2 separate regions of the Capsicum annuum genome follow, and region 1 is linked to region 2. Evidence: chromatin contacts called from public Hi-C data. All regions are on one chromosome and are shown on one strand. The core of a region is the stretch at or near the end of the contact, and the rest is flanking DNA. Distances in the headings are between cores, read along the strand shown.

Evidence for each region. A called contact is a pair of places that touch in the nucleus more often than the background predicts.
Region 1: a Hi-C map of leaf shows a contact between it and region 2, with 2.6 times the contacts expected there. The contact joins the promoter of LOC107843592 here to the enhancer-like site in region 2. A contact is called at or near these places in 3 of 5 Hi-C or Micro-C datasets (bud, leaf and placenta).

Annotation. Positions count from the first base shown.
Region 1 is chr10:204,905,678-204,908,553 of UCD10Xv1.1, reverse strand. LOC107843592 (peptidyl-prolyl cis-trans isomerase CYP21-4) reads left to right here and starts at 1,623. Exons shown (of 8, transcript XM_016687915.2): 1 at 1,623-1,777.
Region 2 is chr10:204,859,415-204,862,563 of UCD10Xv1.1, reverse strand. No RefSeq gene overlaps it. Among protein-coding and RNA genes, the nearest start is that of LOC124887875, 17 kb to the left of the region's middle. Within about 2 kb of position 1,518, at least 3 of the 5 cell types and tissues checked have an H3K27ac peak or open chromatin away from gene starts, as enhancers often do. A contact at or near this core is called in leaf, where this site is marked.

The DNA.
Region 1 (2,876 bases), core at 374-2,873, 46 kb before region 2:
AAAATACAATAGTTGGACAGTGTCTATTTCAATAAATATAAATAACAAAATTATAGATATTGATTGATATACATAATAATTATGATATGTAGTAAAGAATTATTCTAAGCATGCGACTTGATAGCATTGACTCAACCAAAGTGAACCACAAGGAGAAGGGATAAAGGACGACGACTAGATCTTGGGGACTGTTGACAAAACATGAACATCTTGTTTAAAAGACCACCACCATGTCACTATTCCAAAGAAAATAAATCAATATGTTGAAGATAAAAAGTGTTCAATAAGAAGAGATACGTACTTTGCATTTTGCACTCTTATTACTCATCCACGGGACAACGAAAAACTAAAGTTTTTAGCGCTGTGGAGTTTCAGGTAGGGTTTAAGATTATCCTGGTAGGATTTTTATGAATTAAAAATAAGAATTTGAGAATAACAGTAAATTCAAAATTGAAAAAATTGAGGTTTTTTTATTGCACACTCCTTCTAAGAAAATAAAAATATAAAATGAAAAAGATAAAGTTATTAATATGAATTATAGAGAGAAATTATAAATATGAAATGTTTATTATTAATTAGGACTTCAAAATATTGTGTAATAAAAGAAGGTAATTGGAATTTTTGTAATTTTTTTGATTATGCCATTTTGAGCTCAACCCCCGTTCCTCCAAGGCCCATTGCCCCATTCTCCTCCCCAAAGTAAAATATGTAAAAAGTATAAAACTTAGGAGTTGTTTGGTAGGAGGGATTATTTTTTTAATTCATGTATTAAAATGTGGAATAAATTAATATAATATTTGGTAGCAAATAAAGAATAATGTATAATTAATATATGAATTAATTATCACCCTACATGGTATTATAGGGTGTATAACTAATACATCCAATTTGATTAGATTAGTAATTCATGAATTATAATTCATGGATAAATATTAATAAAGATAAAAATGCCCTTAAATTGTTTTAAATGTTTTTAATTTTTTTTTTATTCAATATGAGTTATTTCTTTTCAATTTTCAAGATGATAATCTCTAAATAATTTTAATCATTAAAAAAACTACTCCATTAACTTAGAAAATATTTATTTGTCAAATCCCGAAACAAATTGCATGGTTGCATGTAGCTTTAATTTTGTAAATAGATGTATCACAAATAAAAAAAAATTGCTTAGATTTAACACTTTACGAAACACAATTCTATGTTAACAAAAATGCAATTGTCTCATTCAAAAGTTACACGTATCCCCTCCAACTTAAGAGTGCAAACAACAAAAAACATAAAGAAAAGATAACAATTTTTTATTTTTTACAAATAAATGATTAAATCTTAAAATTCCAAAATAAGTTATTACTATAGTTATATTGCTGATTTAAAAAAAATAAAATAAAACTTTATAAAGTTAATATACAAAATTATTGTATGTCAAGGTTTTTTTGATAAATAAATAATATTTTTTTTAAAATATAATAATACATATTATTTTTAATACATCAAACTAAACACAGCATAAAAAATAATTCCAATATTACTAATTTCACTATTATTAATTTCAATACTACTAATTCCAACATTATTAATACACCTTATTCAATATTATCTTATATACTTCGTGAAATGATCCCCTGGGGGAGTGAAAACATATTTTATAAAAGAAACTTTTGAATAATATTATACTACCAAACTGCCTTCTTTTTTCCTAATTCCACGCTGAATATTTTTTCTAAACAAAACAGCGAAAGTTCAAAGGAAAATAATCAATCCAGCGCAGGCAATTCAGGTTTATTCAATATTTCCCTTTCATCATATTATCAATGAGTTGTTCAAAAGCAAATGAAATTTCTTAATTAGTAGAAATTAATTTCACAGTATGAATTCTGAACCTTTTGTGGTTTCAATTTCGTATTTTCAAATAAATTTGAGCTTGAAATGCAATTATGCGAAATTAAGTTCATGTTTTTTCATTGGCCTAATTGTTCAAATATAATATATATATTTTTTTGCTGAATTTGAATTTGGAAATATTACTTCTTAATTTTTTTAACCTGTTAGTTTATGTGAAGCTCAAAGAAAATTAAATGAATAGATTAATCAACTAGGTCGCAATTCCCCAAATTGGTTATATGAATTAACTATATTTGCTGGGGATACACTGGTATGTTGTTGTTGCTGGGAATTCAGTTTTTTTTTTTTAAAAAAAAAAATTATGACTGTGATGTCTGGGTCAGCTTGTTTACCACACGCACCTAGACTAATTCCAGGGATACATGCCACCTCCCACCAGCAAGTAACAAGTATTAGGTAACCTTATCCACCAAGGCTTCTAGAACAGATGGAAGAAATCACCTAGTGTTTGTTTGTGTTGGGAGTTTAGTTTTATTCTTCTTGGTTAAGTCGAGTGGCGGAAATGAGAATGTTGAGGTGGATGTTTGGACATACTAGGAGAGATAAATATTAAGAATGAAGATATCCTGGAGGACAGGGTGGGAGTGGTCTCCGTGGTGGGCAAGATGAGGGAAGTGAGACTGAGATAGTTCAGGTATGTGAAGAAGCAATGCACAGAGGTTCAATGAGGAGATGTGAGAGGTTGACCGCGGTGGGTTTTAGGAGAGGTAGAGGTAGGCCGAAGAAGTGTTGGAGAGAGGTGATTAGATAGGATATGGAAAAGCGACGTTAGATAGAAAGTTATGAAGGTCATGGATTAGGGTAGAAAGACTAGTAGGTGGTTGAGCGTTGTCTTGTTCGAGTCGGAATAAGATTGGTGGTAGTTTGGTGCATTGTACCTGTTTCCCTATTTTTGTATCCGTAGTAATAGCATTTTTCTCACAGTTGATTGTCTTTTTACTTTATTACTTGTTATTTGTTGTGCTTCAGTTAAA
Region 2 (3,149 bases), core at 269-2,768:
TGTTTTGAGTGTATATATTTGTTCTATAGGTAGAGTCTTCTATCTTTGACACTTTATAAAGGATGACTAGAATGCTCATGTACTATATATATAATTTCATTTATAGATAGTCTTCTATACTTGCCACCACTTTGTAAAGGATGAAATTTTGCTTTTGCATTTACAAATTATGATTATTATGAAGTATGTATACCAAATTAGTGTTTAAATCATATGCAACTAATATGAAACACAAATTAAATTATATTAGAATTCGAAATGTTGGGCATGCTTATCTAGTACTATATACAAAAGCCTAAGCAACGGACAACCAGGGAAATTTAAGTCATTTCATAATTAAGGGTAATAATGGGTATTGCACAGCTAATTCTACAATGTTCCAGAATATGAAGATATTTTCATAGATCAACACCAACCACCACCCAGTTGTCTTTCATTTTCACTACAAATACAAAAAAGATCAACAAAATAATAATAAAACAATCTATAAGACAACTTCACTTGAAAAAATAAGCCTATGTCCACAAATGTGGTCAACGCTTGTCAATACTCATTTGTAAACTCACAGGTATGTTTCTCTGCTTTTAAAGTTCCTTTATCTTCAAAAATCCTTTTACAATTTATTGGGAGTTAATGCTCAACATAATATAGATCCAAATATAGGTCTAAAAAAATGATAATGTATTAAAAATAATGCGATTTTTGCATACGTAACAATCAAATATGATAGATGGCTTTATAGATCAAGATTAAAGTTGCGGTATTTTCATTAAGTGCTTCAAAATTTGCTTATTCTAAGTTGAAGGACTGACCAGAAGCTTGTACGCATATTTATTACTATAACTAATATTTATCATGTTAGAGGATTGAATCAAAAGAGACAAAAATGCCTTTACTCCAGTTGTTTCCTTCATGGTTCTTGTGAAACTTGTTCTTGCATGTATCCCTTTAAAAATAAATTTTTTCGGCTTAATTTCGTGTTTTTTGTATGTGTATGTGTGTTAAAATAGAATTTAAGGCAACAGTTGATATAGTAAAGCCGCATTGCCAAAATCTGTTACTTTTCCTCTGTTGATTTGGTTTCATCTGTTACAAGATGTAGAAATAGCTTTTCATATAAATGTAAGGTAAGATTGCGTAGAAGCGAGGTCTAATCAAGGATCTTTCAAGAGTCAACCAAAACGAAAGTGTTGTAGTAACCGAGTAAAGTTGTCACGTGTTTAGAAGGTTACAAATTTAAGTTGTGGAAATACCTTTTGGTAGAAATGTAAGGTAAGATTGCATAGAAGCTGGGTTTTCGCTAAGAGTCGTTAATTTTCTATGAAGCGATTTTGAATAGATATAAAAAAAAAAAGGTTATAAAAGTGATATAGAATTATTATCTTTCTGTAATTACAACAATATTTACCATTTGGTTCAATTTTTCCTTTCAAAATCGAAAGTGGAAAGGTAAAATATAGGCGATTAGAATTGTTGTTCTTCTAAATTCATTATGTTTGATTTCCTGGTCATGTCAATGTCTTAACAGTATCTATACTCAACAGAGAGCAAGAGCCTGTTTACACTTTTTTTTTTTTTTTTAAAAAATAAAATTTTTACTGGTAATGACAATATGAGTCATTTTCCTAATTGCACCCATCTCCAAGCTTGCTTCACATAGCATATCACTAATAGAGAGCAACAGGTATATAATGCAGAGGGTCCTGCAATTTGCTGATATCAAATGATTGGCCATTTTTTAATGAAAACACCTTAGGAATCCTGCAGTAGATATCTTAGGCCAAAGATTGCCTATCACGGATTTTTTTTTTTTAAAAATAAATTTTTACTGGTTTGTCCTTGCTTTTTCTCTTTTGTATTGTTAATGCAATCTTTTGTCGCGTGGCGATCAACACGTGTGTGTGAAAGTTGTCATACCTCTTACTTATGGTATTCACTGATATTGTTGATTTCTATTGCATCTTCTTCTATTATACTAATTCTTGTGCAAATTATTTTATCATGATCCAATAGTACACTACACTTATATCATCGTGAACGTCCATATAGTTGAATCATATTTTATTAATAATTCATCTTTGTACTCGATTATTATATGATTCTTTTCTCCAGTTAACAATCTACTTATTTAAACTAAATATGTTGAACTTCTCATTTTACAGCTTCGTTTCTTAGATGATATCTAACTGAACGTGTAGGCCTACATTAACTTATGTGGTAAGAATAAATTTACTTTCTTCTTTAATTGTAAAAATAACGCTTTATAATTTTTTGGTGTTATTTTATCCTTCCATTAATAAATGCTTGTTATTTTTACTATAAATGCAATTTTTCAATTCTTGTTGAGAAATAAAGATAATGGTGCACTTGTTTATCTCCTGATATTATCTGAAAACTGTAGCCAAAATATATGAGTAAATGGTTACAAATTCATTCTGTCTTAATCATGCACCAAGATGACATTAGAAAAATTAATCATATAGTGAGTTACATTAGAAAGGTATACTTATTTTATATAAGAATTATCATTCTTACCCTTGAACCATACATTTATTAATATTTAATCTTTGTCGTTTATTTTATGATTCTTTTTTATCCAATTAATTGTTCATTTATACTAAAACTATATATGTTGAACTATTCATTTTTAAGTTTCCTCTTTGGTGTGCTAACTAATTGACCGTCATTGACTATATTACGTTGTGTGGTAAGTACGACTTATTTAATTTTCTTTTTTTAATTATAACTAAATAGTTTTAGTAATAATTTGTTTGGTTATTTTTTCCTGCTGTTTAGAAAAAAAATCTATTCCATCTTAAAAATAAAAATAAAAATAAAAATATATTCTCTAGCACAAAACAAATTTGTATTTGATATTGAATGTCTAATAAAGTTTTCATTTTTGTTTTAAACATTCATACAAAAAAAGAAAAAAATTGGATTGCAAAAAGGTCGTGTAATACAGGTTCTAACAAAGCTCAAACTTCTGAATAAATAAACGCCGATAAAAATGCAAGAAGACGTGAATTATATAGAAAAATGCCACCAGACAAAAAAGAGGTCCTTCTGGCACATCGACTAGCAAAAAGATCAGAATTAAAAAGACAATGATTGTTTAAAAATTCAATGAACAATGATTTGGCTAATGC